4 separate regions of the Rattus norvegicus genome follow, and all the other regions are linked to region 4. A link is a contact called in public Hi-C data. All regions are on one chromosome and are shown on one strand. The core of a region is the stretch at or near the end of the contact, and the rest is flanking DNA. Distances in the headings are between cores, read along the strand shown. Region 1 holds the start of Upf1 (UPF1, RNA helicase and ATPase). Region 2 holds the start of Comp (cartilage oligomeric matrix protein). Region 3 holds the start of Cope (COPI coat complex subunit epsilon). Region 4 holds the start of Rex1bd (required for excision 1-B domain containing).

What was found. Hi-C and Micro-C count contacts between places; a contact is called where the count stands out from the background.
Region 1: a contact with region 4 is called in a Hi-C map of mammary epithelial cells, with 2.0 times the contacts expected there. The contact joins the promoter of Upf1 here to the promoter of Rex1bd in region 4. A contact is called at or near these places in 2 of 12 Hi-C or Micro-C datasets (hepatocytes and mammary epithelial cells).
Region 2: a contact with region 4 is called in a Hi-C map of hepatocytes, with 1.9 times the contacts expected there. The contact joins the promoter of Comp here to the promoter of Rex1bd in region 4. A contact is called at or near these places in 11 of 12 Hi-C or Micro-C datasets (the A7r5 cell line, Schwann cells, frontal cortex and 6 more) and 1 of 1 datasets of contacts at active chromatin or transcription factors (oligodendrocytes).
Region 3: a contact with region 4 is called in a Hi-C map of hepatocytes, with 2.3 times the contacts expected there. The contact joins the promoter of Cope here to the promoter of Rex1bd in region 4. A contact is called at or near these places in 6 of 12 Hi-C or Micro-C datasets (the A7r5 cell line, the Rat2 cell line, hepatocytes and 3 more).

The regions. Positions count from the first base shown.
Region 1 is chr16:19,107,340-19,114,091 of GRCr8, forward strand. Upf1 (UPF1, RNA helicase and ATPase) reads left to right here and starts at 3,199. Exons shown (of 24, transcript NM_001427359.1): 1 at 3,199-3,694. The coding sequence starts at 3,479. It overlaps LOC120097369 (a long non-coding RNA gene), which reads right to left and starts at 3,016. Exons shown (of 3, transcript XR_010058650.1): 1 at 2,351-3,016.
Region 2 is chr16:19,088,203-19,094,761 of GRCr8, forward strand. Comp (cartilage oligomeric matrix protein) reads right to left here and starts at 1,346. Exons shown (of 19, transcript NM_012834.2): 1 at 1,265-1,346; 2 at 965-1,050; 3 at 494-545; 4 at 1-133. The coding sequence starts at 1,340.
Region 3 is chr16:19,155,700-19,162,737 of GRCr8, forward strand. Cope (COPI coat complex subunit epsilon) reads right to left here and starts at 3,338. Exons shown (of 10, transcript NM_001399438.1): 1 at 3,170-3,338; 2 at 598-660. The coding sequence starts at 3,295. Ddx49 (DEAD-box helicase 49) reads left to right here and starts at 3,654. Exons shown (of 13, transcript NM_001115023.1): 1 at 3,654-3,794; 2 at 4,796-4,919; 3 at 6,814-6,899; 4 at 6,982-7,038. The coding sequence starts at 3,680.
Region 4 is chr16:18,953,351-18,960,212 of GRCr8, forward strand. It overlaps Rex1bd (required for excision 1-B domain containing), which reads left to right and starts at 2,673. Exons shown (of 5, transcript NM_001399434.1): 1 at 2,673-2,760; 2 at 2,838-2,920; 3 at 3,460-3,664; 4 at 4,400-4,476; 5 at 4,930-5,144. The coding sequence starts at 2,689. The coding sequence ends at 5,002. It overlaps Uba52 (ubiquitin A-52 residue ribosomal protein fusion product 1), which reads left to right. Exons shown (of 4, transcript NM_031687.3): 2 at 46-159; 3 at 289-375; 4 at 1,166-1,430. The coding sequence starts at 57. The coding sequence ends at 1,362. Crlf1 (cytokine receptor-like factor 1) reads right to left here. Exons shown (of 9, transcript NM_001106074.1): 7 at 5,988-6,175; 8 at 5,844-5,886; 9 at 5,345-5,627. The coding sequence ends at 5,614.

The DNA of each region.
Region 1 (6,752 bases), core at 1,949-4,448, 150 kb after region 4:
TTTATTTTATGTGTATGGCTGTTTTCCTGCAGGTACATTTGTACATCATGCTTATACCTGGCGCCCATGCCAGGTGCCCATGGAGATCGGAGGAAAGCATCAGATCCCTTGGTATGGGGATTACTACTGCCATGTGGTGCTGGGAACCAAACCCAGGTCCTCTGGGAGAGCACCTCTGGGCCATTTCTCCAGCCTCCTATGGTGATTTTTTTTTTTTGAGTCAGCCTCTCATTATGTAGCACAGGCTGGGGCAGTGACAAATTTTACAGTTTTAGTTTCGTATGTTTTCATTTAATCCCAGCTGTGGGAGATGGGGCTGCATGGGACCGTCCACAGCAGCTGACCGTGATTTGCCTCCTGCTCTAGCAGGGGCGTGATTTTGCAGCTGCAGAGAGTTTAGGCGATTGTGTGGCTTTGGAACTCTGGGGACTCTTCCGAAGGTATAATAAACGTGAGAGCCCTGAGAGGGCTGGGGGTTGGTTAGAGGTTGGTTGCAGTTTGTTAAATAGTTATGCACAAAGAAGAAACACAAGAAGATATCCTGATGGCAGAGGTCAAACCTGCCCCCAAGGAACTCAATACCCCTAATCAGCAGGAAATATTCTAGATCTAACGTGGCCCCTTTTCCAATCCCTGAACTTTAAAGATCTCTTTCTTTCCTCTCTGTTCTTTTTTCTCTCTAACCTAGTCTTAGGGGGTTGAAAAGTGGAAGAAAGAAGAACCTGCAAAATACATACAGGCCAGCCTCAGAGTTGCTCAGTGGGTTATCTCTTGAGTGCTGGGGTGGGGTAGGGTTCAGGTGTGCACCACCACACCCAGCTTGTAAGGAGTTGGGGGTAGAACACAGGGTCCTGTGCATTCAGATAAACAGGCGTCCTATTCAGCTACCAGCACTGTACAATAACTGAGCTCCAAGCAGAGCCCCAGCATCAGTCCTTGGGTCACTTCATTATCTATCTTTCCTGTCTTGACGTCTGAGACCCAGCAAGTGGGTTCATCTCTCCAGAGCGTGAGGTCACAGACCATAGGTCGGTGTATAATTACAGGTCTGGCCATTTTTCCTTCCTAACAGAGTCCTTCACTAAAAAAGAAGAAAAGGGCTGGAGAGGTGGCTCAGCACTTAAGAGCAATGACTGCTCTTCCAAAGGTCCTGAGTTCAATTCCCAGCAACCACATGGTGGCTCACAACCATCTGTAATGGGATCCAATGCCCTCTTCTGCTGTGTCTGAAGACAGCTACAGTGTGCTCATATAAAATCCTTTTAAAAAAAGGTTTATATTAAAGAAGAAGGAAGAGGAGGAGAAGGAGGAGAAGAAACAGTGGCCCCACACTTCCTCTGTGACCTCAGGTTCTTAACAAAGTATACATTGCTGTGACACTGGGACACTGTGGAGAAGTCTCAGACATGCACAGTATGGGCACAAGCCTGTGTGTGCAGGCCATTTACCACAGGCACCTGTAACATCAGACAATGCCATGTGTGCCTCTTCAAGCCCCAGCTTGTGTGAGGCAGGATCTCTTGTCAGCATTGGATATTGCAGGCTGGCCTGCCCCAAGCTTCTGGAGACCCTGCTTCCCATCTTCCCAAAGAGGAGCTGGGGTTACAGGCACATGTCCTCACACCCCAACATTTACATAGGGTCTAGAAATTTGAGCTCGGGTACACTGCGCCATGTCAACAGCCCCCTTGTTTTGGTCTTTAAAATATATTTTAGTCTCTTAAATTGTGTGCATTGAGGCTGGAGAGATGGCTCAGTGAGCAAGAGCCTGTTCTTGCAGAGGATACAGGTTCAATTCCTGGCACCCACAGGCAGCTCACGACCATCTGTAACTCCATTTCTCTGGGGATCATGTGCTCTCTTCTGGCTTCCAAGGGCACTGCATAGACATACATGGTGCACAGGCATGCATGCAGACAAACACTCCTCCATCTCCAGAGTCCTGGGCCTGGGCCTCTACACACAGCATCTTTTTTGTGTTTTGAGATTATGTAATGCTGGGTGTCCTGGACATCGCTCTGTAGACAAGACTGGCTTCAGAGTTAGCAATCCCCCTGCCTCCGACTCCTGAGTGCTTGAATTTTAAGGCACGTGCCACCACATCCAGCCCTGTACTGACTGGGAGAGCCACCTCAGCAGAGGCAGCCACCCTCCTGGGTTTTCCCCTCCCAATAAATCTCCTATGAGGTTTGTTGTGTGCTGTGACTTTGTTGTATTCCTTGGCTCCCAATTGCCAGGATACCTTTTGGAACACAGTGAAACACTTTCTCTGGGGAAACCTCCCCTGCCCAAGCAGAGCGGATCCACTTCTGTGGGGGAAGGCCTTTCCCTTCAGAGCTGCGACACTTACACATCCTCCACTGAGAGTGGGAAGGTAGCACAGGGAGGAAGGAGTGTGTTCCTCTGAGTCTCGATTCTGGCTGTGGATGCTCATCAGTTGGTGGCCTTTGCCTAGCATACAAAAGCTCTGGGTTCTGTGGACAATATCGAATGTACAGTCATCGCACCACCAGGGGCTTTGAGGCAGGAAGATTCCCCAGAGTTCCAAACCAGCCTGGGTTACTATATGAGGCCCTCTTTCAAAACAGGCTAGAGAGATGGCTCAGAGGCAAAGAATTGGCTCCCAGCACTTACAAGAGGGGCTAACAATCATCTGTAACTAGTTCTAGAGGATCTGACCCCTTCTCAGCGATTCCCAGGCTAGCCCGGACCAGTGGGACTTGATCTCAAGATAAAAGAAAGAAGCAGTTATCTTCACAGGCTTCAGGAGTGCCAGGGGTAGCAGTGACTACCATTTGGCAGAATCCCTGCTCTCTACTCATTCAATCGATGAATAGTAAAGATGGCCACGAGTCAAGTGGCAGACGGGGTAACTAGAGCTCAAGGAAGGCAGATGCGCGGTCCCTGTGCCACAGTTTCTACACCCAAGACCTTCTGGAAAGAGCCTCAGTTAGCACCTAATGAACATGCAGCCCAGAAGCCTGGCGGTGAGGATGTCGCAACCCCGCATGCGCATCACTAGGCAGCGGTTGGGGCGGAGCCAAGTTCGCGAGCCCAGGTCCTTTAGGCAGTTGAAGGCCCGCCTCTTCGCGCAGGCGCACGACGAATTCCGCCCTCCCGCTCTGCTCCTAGTGCCCCGGTGCGGTTGGCTACTTTCCGGGAGGGACGCGCGCGCCTGCGCCGGCGTCGGGCTCGCGCACGCGCACCGCAGCGGTGGCGGCGGCGGCGGTTCCTGTCCAGGGGGCTGAGAGCGGCGGTCGGCTTTGAGGCGAGCAGCGTTGCGGAGGGGCGCGGCAGCGGCGGCGGCAACTCAGAGCTCGGAGCCGGAGTCCGGGCTCTGCTTCCAGAGGCCGGCTCGGAGCCCGCCCGGTCCTCAGGGCGGCGGCAGCGGCTGCTCCGGGTTACGGCCTAGGCCTAGGCGAAGCCTCGGGCTCGAGTGCGGTGAGGCGCCGGCGGAAGGCGCGGCCCGGGCGGCAAGATGAGCGTGGAGGCGTACGGCCCCAGCTCTCAGACACTCACCTTCTTGGACACTGAGGAGGCCGAGCTGCTCGGTGCCGACACCCAGGGCTCCGAGTTCGAGTTCACCGACTTCACCCTACCCAGCCAGACGCAGACGCCCCCCGGCGGCCCCGGCGGCGCGGGAGGCCCAGGCGGAGCGGGTGCAGGCGGCGCGGCCGGCCAGCTCGACGCGCAAGTGAGTTGAGCGGCGCATGGCGGCGCCGGAAACCGGGCGGGAGCGGGAGCTGCGGCGCCAGGTCTCAGTTAACCAGCCCTGGGCCCCTGTGAACCTGCGCCAGGTCCGAGTTTGTGCTGGTCCGAGCTACCGGCCCCAGGTCCAGTTAATAAGCCTGGGTGTATGCTTCCTACTCTGGCTCCTTAAACAAAATCCCTATTGACCATCTCTAGTTACCCACCCTAGATTCCTGTTTAACTGCCCAGGTACCTGCCACCTGCCTTGGGTCCTTGTTACCTGTCCTAGATCTCTGCTACCCTACCCTGGTTCCCGTTTACTTACCCCTTTCCCAGATCTCTGCTTCCACCTTCAGCTACCTTTTCCAATACCTCTCCCAGGTCTACCTGCCACAGTCATTGCCATCTGCCTCAGGTCCCTACTACATACCATCTCCTCTAATTCCCTGCCTCTTGTCCTAGCCACCTGCACCTAGTCTCTGCTACCTGTCCTGTTTTCCTCCACCCAGCTAGACTGGGCAGTGACCTGCATTAGTGTCCCTCCTCCTGTATAGCACAGAATCTGCTCCAGCTCAAGGCTTATGCCAGAACTGCCCTCACTCCCCTTCTAGGTGGGTCTAAGGTGACCTACACTAGGTTTCTCTGGCCCTAGTGCTATCCTCTGGACCCACACTGTCCTCCAGGGTCACCTATTTGGCTAGTCCAACCATCCCATCTCACCCTCTTGCCACTTCCATCCACCACGCCTCCAGCCAGGGTTCAAGTTTGGTGGAGGGGCTCTCTGGAGCAAATCTAGGGTTTTGGCGCCTCGGGTGGAAACAGCCCACTTTGTGGCTGGTTAAGGTGGCTGAGAGACAGCTGCTGGTTCGTTTTTTCCTTCTGGGTTGCCTGTTGCTGAGACCAGTGTTATGTAACTCCTAGGCTCTGCTTGGAAAAGTTGGGTTTGAGTTTTGTTCCTTAGAGGCAACCACAATGGGTATCACACGGGTGACTGTGCCCTGGGGAGGGGCTTTTGTTTTGAATGACAGACTGTCGGTGTAGGCTAGGGACAGGCCATCCCTACCTCCCTGTCAAATGGCTGGCTTGGTGTTGGGCACCTCTAGGCTTTGTTTTCCTGTATTCTCCGGGGAGCTGCCGACTAGAGCCACAGGTGTTCTTACAGTCCATGTGTGTGCTTAGGGCTAGGGAGCCACCACCAGTCTCCAGCAGTGATCTCAGACCGAGTTCCGGGAGGGCCTTCGAGCTGGCTGGTTGAGTCATATTTGTGGGTAGACCACCCACTTGGGCTCATTTTCAGCCCTAATAGGAGAAGAAGGCTGAGTCAGCCCCTACTGCGGTGCAGGATCAGGTGTGCCTGCGTGTTGTTTCTAGCTATTTACCTTTAGCGTAAGGAGGTGGAGAGAGGGCAGGTTGCCTGGAGGAGTGAAGTGGCCCAGAAGGCCAGTCCTCCTGTTAGTTTCCCCACTAGGTAGACCTACTTACCTACCTTCCTTCCTTCCTTCCTTCCTTCCTTCCTTCCTTCCTTCCTTCCTTCCTTCCAGCCTTATGGGCCTGGAGAGGGGCACTGTGCAGCAGGCTGTGATGGCACAGCTGGGGAGACCAGGAGTGGAAGTGGGGTGCTTCATCTCAAGGTCTTTTAGCTCTAGCTAATGTACAAAGCAGACTTGTGCTATGCGTGTGCTCACATGGGTGTGCCCTGCTCCGCCAGTTGAAACCATAGATTGAGCCATGAGCTGCCGCCCACCTGTGGCCTCTCATCATAAGGGAGGGAGGGAGGGAGGGAGGGAGGAGGGAAGAGATGGAGGAAGGGAGGAAGGGAGAATGGGAAGGAGGGAGGGAGGGCCTTCAATCCTGTATTAGGAAGACCTGTATCTGTGGGCAGAAAGTGAGCAAAATTGGAAAGTGGAAAAAATCCTTTGCACACCCAGTGTCCTCAGCCACCAAAAACATTGCTTTTCGTTATTTATCCTTGGAGGTGAATGGGTCACACAGGGGATCCTAGGAGGATAGACCCCCTACTCAGTAGGTTGAGCTGCCCCTGTGGGCTGCTGGCAGTTCTCTTCTGGCTTTATTGAAGCAGAATCATGGAACCTGCATATATCCCTGGAAAGCTGACAGGACAGTGGCCTTTTGGGCCACCATCATTAATACCAAGTAATGTCTCAGCATCCTGAGTCCCTGTACCCCCAGCCTCTCTCTTCAGCCACCAAGAATCCTGTGGCCTCTGTGGATGTGAATGTCTCAGGCCCTTCCTTTGCTGGATAGATGGCATAGTATACTTGTCCTGTGTCTCTCATGTTTGTGGTTCATTACTTTGGAGTGCAGACAAACCACAGGGCCCTGTTGTTACTGTCATAACCTGAGTGCCCCTGTGCTGGTATGTGTTGGTGTATTCTTTTTGGGACTGAGTGGCTGCACTGCACTGAGCCGGAAGGTACCTTGGGAGAAGTTTATAGAGGAAGAAGCTTATTCTGGAGTCCTGTGTCCCTCTGCATGTGTGGCTCTGGATACTGACCCTGGGAATTTGACCCTGAAGTCTAGAGGTAGAGGACTGTTGGCTCAATGTTGGAGAACCCCATTTTGTGTGTGAAAGGCCCTACTGTTCATTAGAACACTTGAGGGTCCAGGAAGAGTGTGCTGGCACTGTTTTGCAGAGTCCCTGAGATAAGACAGGCTGGTTTCCCCGATCTTGACTTTCAGATCCCTTTTCCTTAGAGAACCAAGAGGCGACGTGAGTTGTCACTTGAATGCAGGCTTGTGGGAGAGACCCCTGGTCTCAGCTCCTGAGTGCTGCTGTCACCTTTCTTTCTGACAGTGAAGTCGGTGGGAACAGGACCCACTAATGGAGAAGAAGTATCAGGGCTTGACTGTAGACACTATCAGGATAAGAACGACCAAAGAGGGAGCTGGGGCCAGGGTAGGGGGCACCAGATAGGATTGAGTTGCCCTTGTTGGGATGTGATGGGTCTTTGGGGACCTGTGGCATCTCCACTGTCACATGCTTTTTAGCACATAGGCCTTCTGCCATCAGTGAAATAGCAAAAATCAGAATGCTAGAAAAC
Region 2 (6,559 bases), core at 96-2,595, 130 kb after region 4:
TAGCCCGGAGGGCAGGGGCCGCAGCGCGCGCCGGTAGCTGTCTCCGTGCAGACTACGCCAGGGAAGCAGGAGCCGGGTGCGCAGAGCGGCACTGGCCGCACGCTCAGACCGGGGGTGCGTGCGGGCTGCATTCCTGCAGAGCCACAGAAGTTAGGGCACGCCCAGGATAGGAGCCATCCTGGGCTCCGCCCGGAGGAGGTGCCTGTCCGGCCCCGCCCACAAGATGAGCTTCTCCCGCCCAGGGTGGGGCCGTTCGGGACCACGCCCCCAAGGGGCTCGAATTAGCCCACGCTGGGACTGGGTATGTTCGCGCGTGCGCCCTGCGGCTGTGCGAGCCTCCAGCCTTGTAGCTGATCTCCGCGCATCTCCCCGCGTCCAGTCCGCTGGGTCGCCGTCCACTTTCGCCCCCGCCAGCCTCCTTTCCCAGCCCTTTTCCTCCTTTCCACTCTGTGCCCCCACCCTTCCTCCGCCCCTGGGTCCGGGCTGTGCTCACCGCAAGCGTCACATTCCATCACCGTATTCTTCAGGAAGGTGATCTCCTTGACCTGCCCGGCAAGAAGTCAGCGGGACCCTTTCCCAAGCCCCTCTCCTCGGTCCCCCTCCTCTTTCCACGACCCCCTTCCTCGGAAGCCCGGTGCCCATAACCACCTCCTTTAAATCTGCCTTTGTACAAGCGCGTTCCGGAGCCCCTGTCTCCCTGTCTCTGACCAGGTTCATCCAGTCCGGCATCCTGTCCCTAGCCGTTTCCATCCGCTCTGTCTCGCGCCCTGTCAGCTCAGCTCTTGCGCTGTTTTCCTCTGTCCTTTTCTGTCCCTTCTGTTCCCTTCTCGTCACCGCGATGTTCCCCTGCACCTGTTCTGACCCGGCGCTGTCTCCCTCTCTGTTCTCTACTGTCCTCAGCCCCCTCTGTGTGCCCTGTCCCTGTTCTGTCTCATCGCTGCTGTCTGCCTCTCTGTTTCCTTACCTGCTGTCGCAAGAGCTCTCTCACGTCTTGCAGCGCCGCATTAGTCTCCTGGAGTTCTCGAAGCATCTGTGGGGCTAGGTCTCCACCTGCGTCCACAGGGGCCAGTGATGGGCGACCCAACCACTCCATCACCCCTCCCGCCTCCTCTAGGGCCATCCAAGCTCCACCCGCCGATTCATTTTTCAGGAACCCCGGACATTCCTGGAGAGCGGACCCCAAGCTCCGAGGAGCAGGAATCATGAGCCTTGAGGGAACTGAGGGGCCTTCTGTCCACCCATGCCCCTCACTAAGCGGCTTTACCCAGCGGGATCTGGCCCTGGCCGGTAGCCCGCAAGGCAGCCAGGGCGAGCACTAGAACGCAGGCAGTGGGGCTCATGTCGACGGAGCTGCAGCTGCTGTCTGAGCCCTCAAGCCCGCGGCCTATTTATCCCCGCGCTGGGTCCGGGACAGCCCCCGCGGCCCTGCCCAGAGCCCGCCGCAAGGTAAACAGGCCAGGCTCTGCATTCAGGGCCGCGCCCCATGGCCCTGCGGGATGACCCGCGGCTGATCAGTACCTGGTGGGGTCTGAGGAGAGAAAGAGTCATGAGCCTTGGAGAGTCAAGTGGGGTTCTCCAACACTCTGGTTCACCATTGAGTGCCTGCTGTATGCAATACAATCTCCGTCCGCCCCCTCAGATAACATTGGGGAAACAAAGTCACAAGTAATCAAAAGGTCTCCCACTCTGGCCCCCACACCCCCTTCTGCAAAAGGGGTCTATGGGTGTGGCTCAGTCCGGGTCAGCAGGAGGTTGTGAGGGATGAGGGTGTTAAGCCTTGAATTCCTCCGCACCCCCACCCCCACCTCCAAACAAACAATCCTCAGTAAATGATGTCTGTGCCTCAATTTCCCCTTTTGCACAGTTGAGTAAACAGTAGCGGTGCTGGGGATGGGTGGAGGAGGGAACCTCAGCTTCCCTGGGTTCTCTTCTCACTGGGCTGCGCTGAACTTGGCTTCTCAGCCACTGGGGAGACAGCCTGTCATAAAAAGAACTGAAAATTTTCCTTTCCCGAGCCAGCCCCACTCTGAGCTGTAAAACACCTCAGCCTCCAGGAGTTTTAACCCTCTCCACCTGGCCTTTCAGGACTCACAGCTTACAGTCTGTAGAGAGAGAAGCTGGGGCTCGGGGGAGGGGGACTGGCCCACTTGGGGCCACTGCAACCCAGGAAGATCCCTTGTTCCAAGAAGAAATCATGGAGGGCTGCCTGGAGGAGACAGATAGTACAAGAAACAAAGAGAATAAAGGCCTTAGATCAGTCATGGAAAGCAGTGAGGTGGCTCCAGTTGGGGGGCGGGGTGCGTGTTGGAGGGTGTGTGTGTAGATGTCTGGTACACCCATGTTTTACACAAACAAATGTGCCTGTTGTGGGTCACATCCCCTGCTAGGTAGCTAGCTGCTGGGGGACAGACACTGGAAGGAAGCAGTTACCAGGCTCTGTCAAACGCAGCCGAGGTGGGTGTGGAAATGGCTACACTAGGACCCAGAGGCAGCAGGGCTATAGTGGAAACTGCTCAATTGTCCTCAGTAGGAAAGAGGCTGGGCTGCAGGATAGACCTCAGGTGTGCTGTCAAGATCTTGGGGCTAGCAGAAAGCAGTGCCAATGTCTTAAGGCCCAAGGTGTCGTTGGAGTCATGGGGGTGGGGTGGGGATGGGAGCAAAGGAGGGAAAACAGTCCTGCAGAGGAAGGTGGCTGTGTTCAGAGAGTCCAGGTCCCCATGGCATCCGCCCTGCTGGCTGAGCTACCTCCTGTTTTCTTTGGCTCCCAGCACACCTAGAGTTCTTCTTGCTGACCAGCACTGGAATCCTTCAGAAAACCACCACTGCTGGGCAGACCTGTGGCCTCCGGAGTGCCTCCTGCAGCTGAGGCAGGAGCACACAGCAGCCTAACGGGTGTCTGCCACAAGTTAGGCACGGGGCTGGGCCTCAGGGCCACGTGGCTTGAGCCCTTCAGGGAGTTGTGGGAAAGGGAGTCAGGATTGAAGGAAGGACAAGAGTGGAGGCAGTGCTGAGGACAGAAGGGAGGGGAGTCAGCCTGACCTCACCCCTGTCTGCTGGCTCCCAAGGGGCAGGGACCCTCTCCCAGGCAGCTTGTAAGTGTCCTGGCTTCCCTCTGAAGGTATCCTCTTGCCTGCCTGCCTGCCCGTGCCTCTCCTCTGTCCTTTCACAGCAGACATCTGCTTCTCCAAGCCTCCAGTGCTGTCCGAGCATGTCTTCCTGTGTCTTCCTGTGACATAATATTGAATGTTCATCTGTATATCAGAGCACTCTCAGCCTGTGAGGATCACTAGTGAGCTGGCTCCCAAATCAGCCTGGCTCTGTAACTTGGAATTTACACACCGACTGTTCTAAATGGGTCTTGCTTCAATTGTTTTGTAAGTTTGGTTGGTTTTCTATTCTTGTGAGGGTCTTCTGTAGCCCAGGCTAGCCTCAAACTTACTCTGTGTCCAAGGATGATCTTGAACTTCTGGTCCTTCTGCTTCCGTTTCCTAAGTGCTAGGATAGACTGCAGGTTCCACCCAGCCAGAGGTGGGGTCTATCCGTATTTTCCTCTAAGGAGAGATGTCCTAGCTTAATGACCCACACCCAGATCGAGGGAGCTAGATACCCACACACACACACATACACAACACCCCCTATACATGCAAACAATCCCATATTAGACCCACATACACACAACTCCCCCTCACCCACAAACACACACACACAGCCCCCATATTCACACAACACCCTACACACACACACATCCTCAGCCCCCCCACACCCACACATGACCCCACCCATACACACCCGCACACATCCCTTTCCACATGAATCCAGACTTAGCTCTGGCCCTGGGCAGGCAATAGCTGTGATATTCTGGAACTCATGAGTCTGGGCCAGTCTTTCTTCCCGACATCCAGGCTGAGTGGTTCCAGGAGCCTGGCCAGGCGGGGCCTGCTGGTGGAGCCCAGGGGCCCTTTCTGATTGACGCCTGCTGGGCCAGGAGACGTGTGGCGCCCAGGCTGCCTGCCACCGCCCAAAGGAGAAATATGTCGGGCATGGCCTGCCCAGCCACAGGCTTGGTCTGGGGAATCCATCAAGCCAACAAGGGGGAGGGTCACTTAGTAATGCCCACATCCCAGGCCAGACTTACTCTCCATAAATAAGGACCAAATCCAGGGGTCAGGGAGCGGGTGTCTAAGGCCTGTGATTACATAGGCTGTCAGCAGGCGCCACCTTCCTCAGCATAGACCTTTTCATGCCGAACTTTCCCCAGATGAAAGATAACAGTAACTATAACGGTTACATTGTTACTGAGCAATTGCCATACTGTGTATGTGAAGGTCCGAGGACAAGTGCTGGGAGGAGAAGTTAGGTCATCAGCAAGTGCCTTCACCTTCTGAGCAGTCTTCCAGTGGAGAGCAAGGAGATACAAACAGCTAGTATTCAGAGAGTTGTATTTTACTCTGCTGAGGCTCACGTCTAAGTTCCTAACTACAATCCTAAGCCTGGCTCCCCAAGCAGCTCACCCGTGTGACTATGTGTCTTAGCTGATTGTCAGGTCCAGCGTCCAACAGAAGTCTCTGATTTGAGGGCCAGGATCCTGGAGGAGATTCTCCAGCCACGGGGCAGACCAAGGTGGTTTCTCTCCAGATGTGGAGAGCGGAACGTTGTTCTCGGTCTCTGCTTATTCGCCGCTGTGCAGTGGGCATCATGGGGTTCTAGGACCACCATGTCTGCTTTTCTCCAGTGTGTGGTGTCACTGGGTTCAGGTTATCAGGTATCACTTGGGGTTAGTGGGATCTGACTAATATCTCTACATGTCTAGAAGGCATTTTCTATTATGTTCATAGACCAGTCCTGACCTGGGTTTTGATTTTTTGAGACAGATTCTCTCTATGTAACCTTGGCTGTCCTGGAACTCACTGTGTAGAGTGTAACTTTAATTATTTTTCAAAACCTGTTTTTAATGATGGTTCTTAAATGCTTTAACTTCCTCTGTAGCCCACCACCTGACAGAGGTAGTGAAAAGGAAAGGATATGGGGGAAGTGGCCCCGTTTAGAAAGGTTCTTTTGGAGCAACTCCTGTCTGTGTTGTCTGGAAATCATAGGCAGTGACAGCTCTATCCATTCAAAAACACTTCGTGGGGGCTGGAGAGATTGCTCAGTGGTTAAGGGCACTGACTGCTCTTCCAGAGGTCCTGAGTTCAAATCCCAGCAACCACATGGTGGCTCACAACCATCTGCAATGGGATCCAATGCCCTCTTCTGGTGTGTCTGAAGACAGCTACAGTGTACTTATAAATACATAAAACTTCAAAAAAACAAAAACAAAAACAAAAACAAAAAAACACTTCATGGATAGACCAGCAGTCCATTTTGGTAGAGTTGGGTTAGCAAACATGAATCAGCAGTGGTGACATGACCTAGCAGAGACAGCCAGGCCTCAGCCTCAGCACAAGTCAGCAGGAGGGACCCAGAGGAACAGGAAGAGAAGTTCTCGGCTGTCTCTCTCAGCGAAGTGAAGATCAGCAAAGACTCGAGACCCACAAGCGTTGCACAGCTTGCCAAGCTCTGTCTCTGTCACTCTGTGTAGTCCTTTCTATACCCTCCAAACAGCACATGTCCTCCATGTGCCGTGCCTCGCCTCAGCATGTGCATCTATCTCAGCGGACATCACGCTGCCCATCAGCCTGAGTCCAAGGAAGCGGCGAGAAACTGCAGCACACCACCGGAAGTATTTTGGTGAATTTCTCTCTGTGGTGTTCTGACAAATGCAGCTCACCTACGCAGTGTAAGGCGGACCAATACATGTGTGTTGTTAGCAAAGAATCCCTCATCACGTCCTTTCATGGGCTTGCTTCAGAGAACATACTCCATCCTGTGTCTGCTTCAGTGAAAGGTTCCTTCATGAGTTTGCCTTAGCCTTTCACACCTGTGTCCACTTTAATGAAACATTTTTTCACATGTTTCCCTCAGCAGCACCACATCCAAAACAACTGACTCTCCAAGGAACCCTTACATTTTCACTTTCATAGCTCCCTTTCTGTTTAAGAATTGTCCTTTTCGGGGTTGGGGATTTAGCTCAGTGGTAGAGCACTTGCCTAGCAAGCGCAAGGCCCTGGATTCAGTCCCCAGCTCCGAAAAAAGAAAAGGAAAAAAAAAAAAAAAGAATTGTCCTGGGGCTGGGGATTTAGCTCAATGGTAGAGCGCTTACCTAGGAAGCGCAAGGCCCTGGGTTCGGTCCCCAGCTCCGGAAAAAAAAGAACCAAAAAAAAAAAAAAAAAAAAGAATTGTCCTTTTCTCCAACGTTAACAATCTATACAGAATAGAAATAATTGTAAGAACCATCACATTTTCAGTAAATGGCTTATGTACAATATAGTCAAACATTGTCTAACAAAACAACCTTAAATTATACAATGAACAGAAAATCCTAAATACCTATCAATATATGATAATTAAAGAAAAAACTTGGGGCTGGAGAGATGGCTCAGTGGTTAAGAGCACTGACTACTCTTCCAGAGGTCCTGAGTTCAAATCCCACAACCACATGGTGGCTCACAACCATCTGTAA
Region 3 (7,038 bases), core at 2,088-4,587, 200 kb after region 4:
CAGTATTCCCCTGACCCACACAGAGCATGAAACCTAGGCTGTGACACACATTTTGTGATGAGGCTGACTGGCAGGCTCCTCCTGGGCACCTGAGCCCTGCCCTAGGCCAGAATGAAGAAGACCTTTTCAGAGGTCACTAGAAATCTATCTTTTTGAGCAGGATTAGCTGTGTAGCCCAGGGCACCCTCAAACGTGAGCTCCTCCTGCCTCAGGTGCCCAAGTGCTGGGACGACAGGTCTGTGCCATCTTGCACGGCTTGGGGGCTGTTTTTAGAACAAATGGGTGAAAATACACCTCACTGTTTTATGTGGGTAATGGTAGCACAAAGGAGGTGGAGGCTGGAGAAGCAAGGTCATCCTGGGCTACATAGTGAATTCAAGGCCAGCCTGGGCTATGTGAGACGGCTGCCAAGCCTGGTGACCTGAGTTCAATTCTCAGGACCTATACAATGGAAGAGAATGGATCCCCACAAGTTGTCCTCAGACCACACATACCCAACCCTCCCCATGATGAAGCATGGTGACCCAGGCCCCTGGGTTGACTGTCCACAGCTTTCCTGCAGAGTACCTGTGCCCTTCCCAGGCGGCCCACACTCACCTGTGCGAGGTATGCTCTATACAGGAAGACATCCCTCTCGACTTCTCTCTCAGGACTGGACAGCTGTGAGGAGATTTGTTGAGTGAGGCTGAGGAGCCTGCTGGGAGCTTCCCTGGTGCACTCAGGCTAATAGCTCAGGGCCTTAGCTGGAATCCAGGAGGCCCAGAAGCCCCAAAGGAGCCTCCACAGAGGGCACAGTGTAAAAAGCCTGATCTTATCTCAATGAGGCTGTCATCACCCCAGGTATCAGGGCACAGTGCCATATGGCTGCAGCAGCAGCAGGGCTGCATGCCCCAGCCCAGAAAAGTCCTACTGAGTTTAGAGTCCAGGCTGATCATGAACTACCTGAAATCTTCCAGCCTCGGCCTCCTGGGTGTGATACCTGGGGTGAGGACAGGGTGATGATATACTGTGTTTTGGGCACACAGGCTAGGCCATTCTGTGGTCGGTGGATACACACATTTATTTTAGTTAGCACCCAGGACAGAGTCTAATGATCCTCCTGCCTCAGCCTTTGGAGGAGCTTGGACCACACACCGAGGGGCCCCTGATCACTGCAGTCTAGCAACCAGCAGCTCTCATGTGGCCAGAAATTGCAGCAGGGAGAGGCCCTGCCTCAAGCCACCTACAGTTCTAGAGCTCTCCCTGCCTGGAAGAACAGATGGTGACCAGGCCACCTGCATGCTATCTGAAGAGATCCTGGGAACTCAGCAGAAGGACCAGCCTGGACTATGAGACATGCTGAGGGCCCCAGGGAGACTGGGCTGGCTGATGTCGGAGGTGGGGCTGCTGTGTACTTGTGGTAGGTACTAAAAGGGAAGATGAGAGAGAGGGAGCACAAGCTTCAACCAACACTGGGCGAGGACATAGGGTGGGGCATCTGACCAGTACACAAGAGTCTTGATGTCTCCCTAAACCTGAAAGGCATAAGGAGAGGAAGGAAAGATGCCGGTATCACAGAGAGTCACTGAAGTAGCTTGCTGGGTCAATGACTGGTGACTAAACATTTATTGTCCCGCATCCCTAAAGTTCAGAGTCCAGAATCAGGAACTTACACCTAACCACATAAGTCCTTAAAAGCAGAGACATAGAGGAAAGGGACCTATGGGAAGGGAGATAGAAGAGGTCCTAAGGATGACAGGACGCCACATCTGGCTGTTCTGAGATGGGAGAAGAGCCTGGGACTAGAGAGAACCTTCTAGGAGCTAGATGTCTTCAGTGAATACAGAGCCGCTGGGAAAGCTAGGAAGTGCTGCTTGTCCAGAACCTTAAGAAAAGAGAGCTTTGAGACCAGTAAGAACAAACCTCCACACACTACTCTACACACTTTACCCTAGCCACACTCCAGCCCATCATGCCCTGACCCTGGAATGCTACGCTGTTTTCACAGTCAAAATAGCCAGGCCTGAGACTACCACTTTCCTGGTTGCCTGCCTGGCCTCTGTTGCCGAGGCTACTGCACCTAGAAAGCCTGGAGTTCCATCAACTCTGTCTCTCACTGAGCCCAGCAGGAATGCTGTTTTCCACACACATGCAGAGAGGGATCAGTGATAGGTGATCCTGTCAACAACACAGGCTGTTGCAGACAATTCCCATTTTTAATGAACTAAAGACAAGCACAGGCTTGTCATCCTGCATCTGGGAGGGCTGAGGCAAGACTGCTGAATCTAGGGACAGCCTGGGCTACGTGCGACTGTTTAAAACATAAAACAAAGCCAGGGCTGGGATTTAGTCCGTAGAACACTTGCATCAACGCTGTGCTTCCCACCTCCAGTACTGCATAAACTGGGGCTGGCAGTGCACACTGCAATCCCAGTACTCAAGAGTGGAAGCACAAAAATCAAGAATTCAGTGTTCTTCAGCAAGATGAGGAATTCGAGGCCAGCCTGGGCTAAAGGAGACTGTCTTCATTTATAATCGGACTTCTCTTTTTTTGGGGGGGTGGGGTGGGAGGGCGAGGAGGGTACAGTCCAAGCCAGGATTTTTCTGTGGCACCCTGGCTGCCCTGGAAGTCGCTATGTAGGTCAGGCTGGCCTAAAACGCAGAGAACTGACTGCCTCTGCCTCTGGGTGCTGGGATTTAAGAGACGCGACACTACCTCTGGCTTGAGACTGTTATTAAGACAGATTACAGTATTATCCGACTGACCTAGAACCCCTCATGAAGATCAGGCTGACTCTGAACTAAGAGATCAGCCCGCCTCTGCCTCCCAAGTGCTGGGATAGAAGGCGTGCACCACGATGCCTGCCTAAACACTTAATGAAAGGGGAGTGAGGAGAAACGAAATAGTAAGAGGTTACAAGATAGAGCCAGTGGCGCACACCTGTCACCTCATCATTACCCTGACTTCAAGTCAGCCTGGGCTACGAATTGAGCTATCAATCAACTAATAAAATTTTGGAAGCTGGGCACAGGGGTGCACGCCTGTCAGCCTAGCACTCAAGGGGTGGAGACTGAAGGCGTAGGACTTCAGGTCAGCCTCGGTTACACAGTAAGTTCAAAACTATCCTTGACTATAAGAAAAACCGAGTCCGCCGACCAAAACCTCAGAACTGCTCCGCACGCTGCCTACCTTCACGCGCTGCGCCTCGTTAATGCACTGCTGGTAGCTGCCGATGTAGAAAGCGTTCTTCACGTCGAACAGCTCGTCTACCTCTCCAGAGCTGCCAGAGACCGCGCCGGGAGCCGGAGGAGCCATGTCACCACCCCTCTAACCGGTCTTCTTCCTGGGAGACACGTAGGCCGGAAGCAGGGACCTGCCGCCGGGAACTATGGGAAACGTAGTTCTATGGGACCAATAGGAGGCGTTGAAACAGAAACCATGCAAAGCCTCCCGAGAACTATAGATCGGATTCGATGAACAAACACAAGGTTTTCAGGACCAAAACACTGAAAAGCGGTCGAAGCTGGGATTGGTTGAGGGATCTGGAGCGGGTGGCTGCGCAGTGGCTCTCCGTGACGTCACATTCATCTGCCAGGGTTCGTTCACAACTTTCCCAGGCGGGACTGCTCCGGGTGGACGTGATGTACCATTCACGCGCCGGAAGTGCTCACCACTAGGTTCTCTACACTAGTCTGAAGCATGGCGGGGTTCGCTGAGCTCCGGCTATCGTCGTGGCTGGTGGAACAGTGTCGACAGCTGGGGTTGAAGCAGCCCACGCCGGTGCAGCTCGGGTGCATCCCGGCCATCCTGGAAGGTGAGTCCTTGACTCTCTTTTAATGCCTTTCTTTGTCCCCTCTTCCTTACCCCGGGTCCCACGAATCAGGACAGCATTGGGTGTTTCAGAGATCCTGACCCGCAGCATTGGCATTTAGGCTTCGACTGACTCGTGTGCATTGTCATACAGGTGATGGATGGAACCTCTGAAATTTTCGTAGAACCCGAGCATTAGGGAGAGTTCGGTGAATGACTAAAACGTGGCACTGGGGCAAAAAAAAGGGGGTGGGGAGTAGAACTGGCCTTGACGTAGCAAACAGAAACAGAGGCTGTCAAACTCCAGGCTCCGTGTTTGTGTCAGTGCTCTTCAGTTCAGCTCACTTTTGCCATTAAAGAGGCATCCTTGGAGCCGAACGTGGTCATCTCTCATCTCAGTCATCTCAATACCGAGCAGGAGGATCAGGAGTTCAAGATAATCCTCAGCTGTGTAGCAAGTTGCAAACCAGCCTGGGATACTTGAAAAATTGTTTCAAACAAGCAGTCATAATAACTGTTGGAAATTAGATGATGTTCAAGGGATTAGTGAACATAAAACAGCTTTTAATATTCTATTCTGCAGAAAAGGGTGCTGGCATTGAAAAAAGGATAAAGTAACTGGTATACTGATTTCAAGCAAGTTTTCGAAGCTTTCCCCCCAATCCTGCAGGGCTTGCCCCCTTCCCAAATTCCCCACCCCATTGGTCCATTGGGGCCCCAACTCTTATCTAATGAATAATTTGGGGCTTGAAACTGCCCCCCTTTTATAATCATAGGCTCAGTCACATAGCAGACCACCTGTAAGTCTCCAAGTCTTAGAATTGTAAGACATGCGGGTGCCAGCCACCAACTAAGGGAGAGAAGGGCCCAGCACCTCCTACTCACCTGTAACTCTAATAAACTGTAAGCAGACCATACCCATCTATTTCTTACAATAATGAGTGAATGCTCACAGGACCAATCATGGCCTTTCTTCATGTTAATACTGCTTTGCCGTCTGCCCAGGTCGGGACTGCTTGGGTTGTGCAAAAACAGGAAGTGGCAAGACAGCAGCCTTTGTACTTCCCATCCTGCAGAAGCTGTCTGAGGACCCTTATGGCATCTTCTGCCTGGTTTTGACACCCACTAGGTGAGCCTCTAGCACACGGCCCACATGTGCTTTCTTGAAGCAAGTGCCTTGACCTTTCCAAGTTGCACTTTCCTCATGTGTGAAATGAGATAAGAATCACTCCTTTCTTGTGGTGATGCAGAATCAAGCAGGAATAATGGGGTGTGTGAAACGTTCCTAGGACTCAGGAGGTAGCTGGCCAGGGAGGAGCTACCAAATCTAACAGCTAGGGAAACAAAGTGATATTATTGGGCCAGCAAGAGTGCTAAGCAGCCAGAGGTGTTTGCCTGCAAGCCTGATGACCTAAGTTCAGACCCCAGGGACTCACCCACAGGGTGGAAGGACAGAACTAACTTCTGCAGATTAGCTTCTGACCTCCAGCAGAGCGGCGGAGCGCCACAGCATGTGTACACCCACATGAATAAATAAATGTAATAATGTGTTTAAAATATGTTGTAGGTGTATAGGTTCTGGTGTGCATAGGTTGAGAGGCCAGGGAACAGAAAGGATCCTGTCAGAGCACCTTGAATATGGGCCTCAAACGTCACACAGAAGGTGACATGTGTTTACATGTGGGCCAGAGGTTAACATCAGGCATCTTACTCAATTTCTCTCAGCCTCATTTTATTTGAAGATTATATATGCATATATATTATGTATATTATATATAAACGAGGTCTTCTGCAAGAGCAGTAACTTGCTCCGAACTGTTGGCTCTTTGTTTTTCAAACTTCCTTCCACCACCGCTCATCCTCCAGGGTCTTACCATGTAGCCCTGGCTGTCCTGGAACGCACTCTGTAGACCAGGCTGGCATTGACTCAGTGATCCTCCTGTCTCACTCGGCCTCCTGAGTGCTAGGATTAAAGGTGGGCACCCTGCCAAAGGTTTGATTAACGTGCACAGGTCAGAAGAGGGCATTAAGTCCTATTAGAGACAGTTGTAAGCTACCATATGAGTGCTGGAAATTAAACTCCGGACCTCTGGAAGAGGTCTTAACTGTTGAGCTGCCTCTCCACCCCCACCTTATTTTATATTTATTTCCTTTTGGATTTTCTAGAGAGGGTTTCTATGTGTAGCTGTGGCTCTCCTGGAACTCACTCTGTGAACCAGGCTGGCCTCAAATTCACAGAGCTCTGCCTGCTGTTGGAGGATATTTTATCACACTGTAAACCCTAAGATTGTGCTATTTATTTGTCTCAAGTTGTAGTGTGGTTCAGCCTTAGCCACACATCTTTAATCCCAAACAGTGAAGGTAAAGTTAGTTTGTAGAAGGAAGCACCCATTGTTTGAAAGTGATACCTAATTGAGTGGCAGACAAAGTGACGAATCAGAGAAAGATTGACAGACTAGCACATGCCCAACTCTCAGGAGAAGAGGAAAGGGAAGCTACTTGAGGGGCAGAGCAGAGGGAAGGAGGCAGTTTTACTGGGACAGTTGTACAGAGGCAGGTTGCAGAGAGAGAGCAACTAGACACAGGTGAAGACAGAACGAGCCAGAAGATTAGAACAGATTGCCAGCATTAGTATGAGGCTAAGCAGGGCAACTCAGGAGAAGCAGGGGGATGGTGGTGGTGGTGGGGAGCAGTTTGAATCAGTCAGTGTGGAGAGGGAAGAGGTCAGAACTAGAAAGGATGAGTTATTTCAGCAGCAAGTCTCAGAGGCTGAAAACATTCTAGCCCTAGATAAGACTGTACGGAGGCTAGAAGCTTCCAGGACTAGGCCTTTATTAGCAGACAGGCAGTAAGTCTTGGAGACAACAATTAGAGCTGAGACATGCCGCCAGTCTCCCTAACATTGCTTTTGAAGAGGCCATCAGCATTCGGGAAGTGGAGGCCAGGAGGAGCCTGGAGGAAGGAGAGGGGACGGGATATAGGCACAAGTGCTCACTGATCCAGCTGGCTCTTGTCACCCACAGAGAGCTGGCCTACCAGATAGCTGAGCAGTTCCGAGTGCTGGGGAAGCCTCTGGGCCTAAAGGACTGCATCATCGTTGGTGGCATGGGTATGGTGGCTGAGAGCCTGGGGTGGGCCATGGGGTCCCTGCTCATCCCTCCCACTCAGTCTCACCTCTCCTTCTACTTCAGACATGGTGACTCAGGCCCTGGAGCTCTCTCGGAAGCCACACGTGGTTATTGCCACCC
Region 4 (6,862 bases), core at 1,423-3,922:
CGGCCTTCTCAACTTGTGACTCATGTGTCTCCTTCCACTGTGCAGCAGACGCCAACATGCAGATCTTCGTGAAGACCCTGACGGGCAAGACCATCACTCTTGAGGTCGAGCCCAGTGACACCATCGAGAATGTCAAGGCCAAGATCCAAGACAAGGAAGGTGGGCTGTGCTGTTGAGGGCTCTGTCCTAGGGGGTGGGAGTGCTTGAGCTTGGTTGCCTCTGGGTGACTGGAGTGGTCTCAGCTACTACTGGAAGGAGCTGTAACCAGCCTGGTTTTCTGGTGCACAGGCATCCCCCCTGACCAGCAGAGACTGATCTTTGCTGGCAAACAGCTGGAGGATGGCCGCACCCTGTCCGACTACAACATCCAGAAAGGTAAGGGCTCTATTGCTTGTAGGTGGGGCTGACTGTGGACTGCTGTTCCAGTCACCTGGCATCTTCTCTATGTGTTTACAGTGGGAATGTGTGGTTGTTGTGAGCTAGGGGAAGAAGACAGCTTTTTGAAATAGGTTCCTCTCAAGCTTTGTGTGGGCTTCAGGGCTTGAGCCCAGGTCACTAGACAGGCCCATCTGTGTGCCCTTACTTGCCACGCCTTTACTTCTGTCTTTTTGTTATTGTGTCAGCTTAGGCCCAGAGTGTCTAGAAGAACTCCTTTTAGCTCGTGTTAGCTTCAAACCCATTTGAGCATTTATTCCGATGTTCTGTGTTCATGTCACCACACTCAAACACAACACACACACACATACATTGTGTGCATCTCTGCATAGCACTGACTATTCTGTGCTCAAATCCCGTGTGCCATTACGTCTGGCTGCCTGTTCTCTGTGTGGGTGTGTGTAAGCCTGAGTGGAGCACCGGGGAGTGAGGTGCCAGTGTGTCATGGCACCTGGATGCTTGCTGTGCTGTGTAGGGCTGACTGACTGCCACTGGGCATGTCTCTTGCAGTTTGACTTGTGCTTGCACGGGACCCATAAAGCTCCCCGATGCCAGCACCGTAGTGACCGCCCCTTCTTCTGGCCTCAGTCTCAGTTCTTTACTGTCTGGCCTCTGTGGAAGAATCTTTGGGGTGTGCTCCTTGGGGTTTTTTGGGCAGCCCACACCCTGTCCTGTGTGAGATCTACCCTGAGCTGCCCGGGCGGGACTCAGCTTTTGTCATCTTTGACAGAGTCCACCTTGCACCTGGTGCTGCGTCTTCGCGGTGGCATCATCGAGCCGTCCCTTCGTCAGCTTGCCCAGAAGTACAACTGTGACAAGATGATCTGCCGCAAGTGCTACGCACGCCTGCACCCCCGTGCAGTCAACTGCCGCAAGAAGAAGTGCGGCCACACCAACAACCTGCGCCCCAAGAAGAAGGTCAAATAGAGCTGGGCCATACCTGGCCTGTGACCCCGGGACCAAATAAAGTCCCCTTCCATCGACTGGAGCAGTAATTGGTGTCCAGAGTGACTGTTCTGTTCAGGGATATGTGGGGAGTGGGGTGCTCCCAGTGAGAAGGGAGCTCACCATATAGCCCAGGCTGCACTTGAATATTGCGGGCTGGGATGGCAGACAGGCCTCTGCCACACCCAATTTAGGCCTTTGGTTGCAAGTCGGTTAAAACTTGGAACCCGTGTAAAGATAGAGCCCATGGTGCTGCTGTAGGGAGCCAGTATGAGGAAGCAGGCTCTGGCCACATTGTCATTATGTAGTCTCAGCTCTGATGTGTGGGGACCATGGTTTAGGATCTCTGAAAGGGCAGTTTACCCAACTCAATACTCCATACTCAGTCCTCCATACGCCAGTTAGGATGCTGCCTGAGCAACATGATCCAGGCTCACCATCAGCCCTGTTCTGTCAGACATGACACTGGGGGTCACAGGAACATAGAAAGCTATGGGCTTGTGAAGCCATCTCACCCACCTTTGGTTTCGAATATCAGGCACACTTGCATGAGTATAGCTTCGTACTCTAGGGGGCCTGGCACATTTTAGCCCATCCTGGGGAGTGCTAGACCAACTGTGTTGACTGCAATTGACTTGAGGTATTCAGTCTTCCTTGTCATTTCAGAGGTTCTGTGGGCTTGAACCTGGTTGTCAGCAGTTTGCAAATCCCCGGTATATGTGCAGCCATCATTCCATCCCTAATGTCAAACGGGGAGAGAATCTTTCAGAGCATTCAACCACTGGGTTTCCTAGGCCCAGCTTTATTTTTTTATTTTTGGTTTTTCTCTAAAGCCCTGGCTGTCCTCAAGCTCCCAGACATCTTCCTGTTTCCCCAGTGCTGGGATTAAGGGCATGCATTATTATTGCCCTGCATCCCATTTCAAAGGTGTAATCTGAAAGGATGGACTGTGTGCACTATATGAGGCGACATCAAAAGGGGCATTGGTTGTACTGAAGGCAGGTGTGAGTGGCCATGTCGATAGTGGTGTTGGGTCCAGCCCTGCAACACCAACTAGTACTCAGCCACTGACACATCCTATCCCCTAGCTACATTCTTAGCATCGCCCGTGCAGAAATACTTGTAGCTTCAATTGTGACCTTGTTTGATACCCGCCTGTGAGGATCCACGGATGTACAAGGAATCCTGGAGCTTAGTTCCTATAGAGCTAGAGTTCAAAGGCAGCCAGGTGCGCGCGGGTTGGTCGTGGACCTCCCGGCCAGCAGGGGGAGCGGCGGCCGTTCCCAAGCGACGCTGGACTGCGCAGTCATGCTCACCGCCGCCACAGAGGTGCTAGCTGCTGCGGATGGCCCCGGGTCTGCGGAGCCCACGTGGGCCTGGGTGAGCTCGGGTGCTGGTGCGACGGGTGCGGGGCGATGGGCGATGGGCTCTGGCTTCATGGCCCCACACCTCCGTAGAGAGATGCCCCGATCGCTACGCTGGTGCAGAGGATCCAGCAGCTGCAGAATGAACGTGCACAGGCCTTCCGCCGTCTAGACCAGTGAGCCGGCTGGGCTGGAGGAGGGGACGGGCCCTAGGAGAGCTTGCCAAAGGGGTACTTGCTGAGAAATGGCTGGAGGCGGGACTGGATGGACCTATGTTGTGGACTTGTTTGGAAGAGTTGGGGAGATAACCAAGATCTGGTCCAGGAGATGGCGGGAGTGTGGTAGCCCGGAGCACAGCGTACTTAGAGGCGAGGTCTAGGAGGGTGGGTAAAAGGGTCCGTGACACTGAAACCTGTCGGGAGGACGGAGTCTACTCCGAGAAAGGGTGGAGCTGGGGGTGTGGCCCATTGTATCTGAGTAGAGCAGAATAGGACTGTGGGCGTGGCCTAGGGGGAGGCGTGACCCTCTGCCTGATCCTTAGCTTCTCCGAGTGCAGAGATGGGTAAGCTCGGCCTCTGTCCTGACAGCAGGTCTCCCAGTCTGTGGGATTCAGGTTTGGCTCCTTCGAGTTGGGTGGGTCTTCCAGGTGACTAGAGCAGGGAGCTTGGTCTGCGAGTCAGGGGTGTTAGTTCAGCATCCTCCCCGCCCACCGCAGAGCTCACCGTCAGTACCTGCTCAGTGATCTGCACCATGACTTCCCGAGTTACCGGAGTGTCGTGCATGAGGTGACCCAGGCCTTCGCCGCTGCCTCGTGCGAGGTACTGGCAGTGGAAGCGGAGCTGGCAGGGCCTCGAGCGCAACCGGTGCTCGCCCGCCACGTGCGCAACCTTCAAGAGCTAGAACAGACGCGCCTAGCCACGGTAAGATCACCGCCTCTCCTTCAGAATGGGGCATGGGCCACAACCCATTCCCAGCCACCCCGACCTACTACTATTTTTGCCACACACCTCGGTGCATTTGGGCCCTCTCCTGGTTTTTCCTGTCTGCCTGTATTTCCCTCCCAGATTTTGCTTATTTATACCAGCCCCTCAGTAAAGCTGCCCTAAGAACCCTGGGGACCCAACGCATCCACCACTGTGGCTGCTTAAGTCCCTCTCTAACTCTGGGTTATCACCGTTGGAACCCACAAACTACTTCCACAAATACCCACAGACACTTATCCTTGGTCCTTGACCCAGATCCCAAGGCTCCACGTACCCTAACCTAGCCAATGTTAGCAGAGGAGAAGCTTGCCCACTGTAAACCATGCACACATCGGTCGATCTTTGGTCTGGAATTCTTAGTGAAGAACCCCAAACTCTGCAGAGTCCCAGATGTATCACCATCCTGTAATTATAACTTCCTGTTCCGCCACTGGGGTGGAGGCCACGCCTACCGTACCTGTCACCATTCTCTGGCTTTTCCAAACAATGAAACTATTTCCAAACTGTTTTACAAACTATGAAACTATTTCCAAACTATTCAGTACTGCCTTCCACAGGAGAACCCTAAAAGCAAACCCTCCCACTCAAGCTCTGCTCTCCTTAGGGTCCACTCCTGGCCCTCCTTCCCTCTGTGTGGCTTTTGTCTACTGTCACTCCCATTTCCACCTCCAGGTGGCGCTGCTGCAGGTGATGGGGACACCAGGAGTGTCAGAACAGGACCCTGAAAAGTTGCACCAGCTGAAGATAAAGTGAGCTCCGTGGGCCCCGCGGCCTGCCAGCTACCTTACATTGGCACCTTGGTGGGAGAGGGGCAGGCACTCTGACGTCCCAGATACATGCTTCCTAGGATGTGCCAGCATATCATGTCGCCTACAGTTTCTATTGCTTTCAGGAGTTTGAACATGATCAATCCCACTTGCTCCCCTGTGTGAACCCCTACAGTTCTATTGCAGGTCTCTAAGCGTAGGCAGGCATGCATCCCGACTTACTGGTGACATGTACCCCTTCCCCCCACCATGGCCTTTCCCATGAGCCTTCTGTGACCCACCGAGCCACCCAGCCTCCTGGGCATGCTCCCAGGCTGGGCTTGAGGTTTGGCAGCAGGCTGGAGGGCCTGCCATTGCCCCCCTCCCCGCTAGCTGTGCAGCTCAGCTAATTCACCCCATCTGGGTTTTATTTATAGTTTCCATCCGCTCTTGTAGGGTAATTAAAACCATGGAGGCCATCAGTGAGGTTCTGCAGGAACTCAGGTTTGATGCCGAATCTGCCGAGTGAGGGTGGCTCCCCAGGGACCAGAGGAAGACGGGAAAAGAGGCCCATGGCGTCCGGCCCAGCCCTGACCGCCAGCTGGCTGAGGTCGTGCCCTGCTGGGCTGCCCTCCAACGCGCCTCACGCAATAAAGAATTCTCCCTCTGCAGCTTTCTCATCGGCTCTGTATCCTGGAATGGGTCGGCCATCTTGGGGGAGGGGATTCCTCAGGGGAACAGGGAGAGCAGGTATAAGATTTCACACCCCCAAGGAGTTCGGGACAGGTAGTGTTCTAGGAAACAGGACTAAAATTTAGACGTGAGGGGGCTGTACCAACCCTCCAGAGTACACAAGCTCCAAACATACTGGCCACCACGGGACCTGAACAACTCTTTTCTTATTTATTCAAAGAGACTCTTGGAGGGTCCTGCATAACCCTTGTCATTACTCCAACCCTACCCATATTGGGGTACATCCAAAGTTGACCATCATGTGGCCAAAGCTGTGGTTGTGGGAGCTCATTGTGCCCCAGCCCCTGGTTTGTTTCTTCATTGCCCCAAAGTGACAGTACAGATGGTCTCCAGTTCAGGTGAGCCTCCAGGTCTGCATCCAGCAGGAGGATGGCCTATCCTCAGAGTTTAGCCGGCAGGACCTGAGGGCAGAAAAGAGGCCACATTAAGCCTGGGAGTCTTGAGATGACTCCCTTTCAGCAGCTGGATGATGCAGTGAAGCCTGACGCTTCCCTGTTGCAGCTAATAAATACAAGCTAAATGAGCGAGTGCTAAGAGCTTCCCGTTGAGCAACACCAAGGGAGAGGGAGAGGCCTTATCTAGACTGCCGCAGTCCCCACTCACCCGTACTCCCTTACCTCTCGCCGCACCCCGTCTGCCCGAGGGCAGGATCCCCTCGTCCTGTGCTTGGAAAGAAGAGTGCAGTGTTGTGGAGGATACACACCGGGTCCCTCTCCTCCTCAGCTCCTTCACCCCCATGCAAACCTTCCCCACTTTCCTACCTGGTTTCGGGTCTTGTGTGACTTCTGCATCCAAGCACGCCACTGGTCGTACAGGCGGAAGCTAAGGTTCGAGCAGTACGCGTGCTTCTTGAGCCAGCCGAGGAACTGCTTGAGCTCGCGCCGCACCGGGCCCGAGCTAGGCTCGCCGCCCCGCGGCTCGCACACCCCGCCGCCCGGGCCCGGGCGCTCTAAAGAGAGTGGAGCGGCAGTGTCGGGCGCGGCCAGCAGGAGGCGCGCGGGGGACGGCGGCCTCCCAAACCAGACCAGCTTCGGCCCGGGAAAAGTTGGGAAAGTTGTCAGGTGTGGACCCAGCGTCACCCGGAGGGAATGCAATGCCACAGCGATGGAGACGGGCAAAGGAGGGGAGTCAAATCAGTGGGAGGCAAAACCGAGTATTCGGTCGGAAGGGAAATCAGTGGAGACTAAGCAGGGCCAGACAGAGACTCTAGGGACACAGATAAAGCAAGGGACAAACAAGACAAAGACACAGAAAGTAGAGATCCTGGGACTATACCCCCAGTCACTATGAGGAGAGTCCCTCCCACAAACGTGGTGGCACAAGCACTTGGTAGGCTGAGGCAGGTTAGCTGCAAATTAAAGCCGGTGATTTACCTTTGATTCCCTGTGACTATCCAAACGGAGTGGGGGGTCGGGGGAGGGCAGGTGAGAAGGCTCAGTGGGTAACTGCTTATCGCCAGCCCTAGTCCCATATAGTGGAAGGAGGCAACTCACGGTTCTCTGACCTTCATGTGTGTGCTGTGGCACGCACGCTCACGAAGGCACACACAAAAACAGGCAATTTTAAAAAGTTTAATTATATTAAAAGCGTTTTTTTTAAAGGCTCTGGGAAAGTGAGTGACAGAAATGGAGGGAGA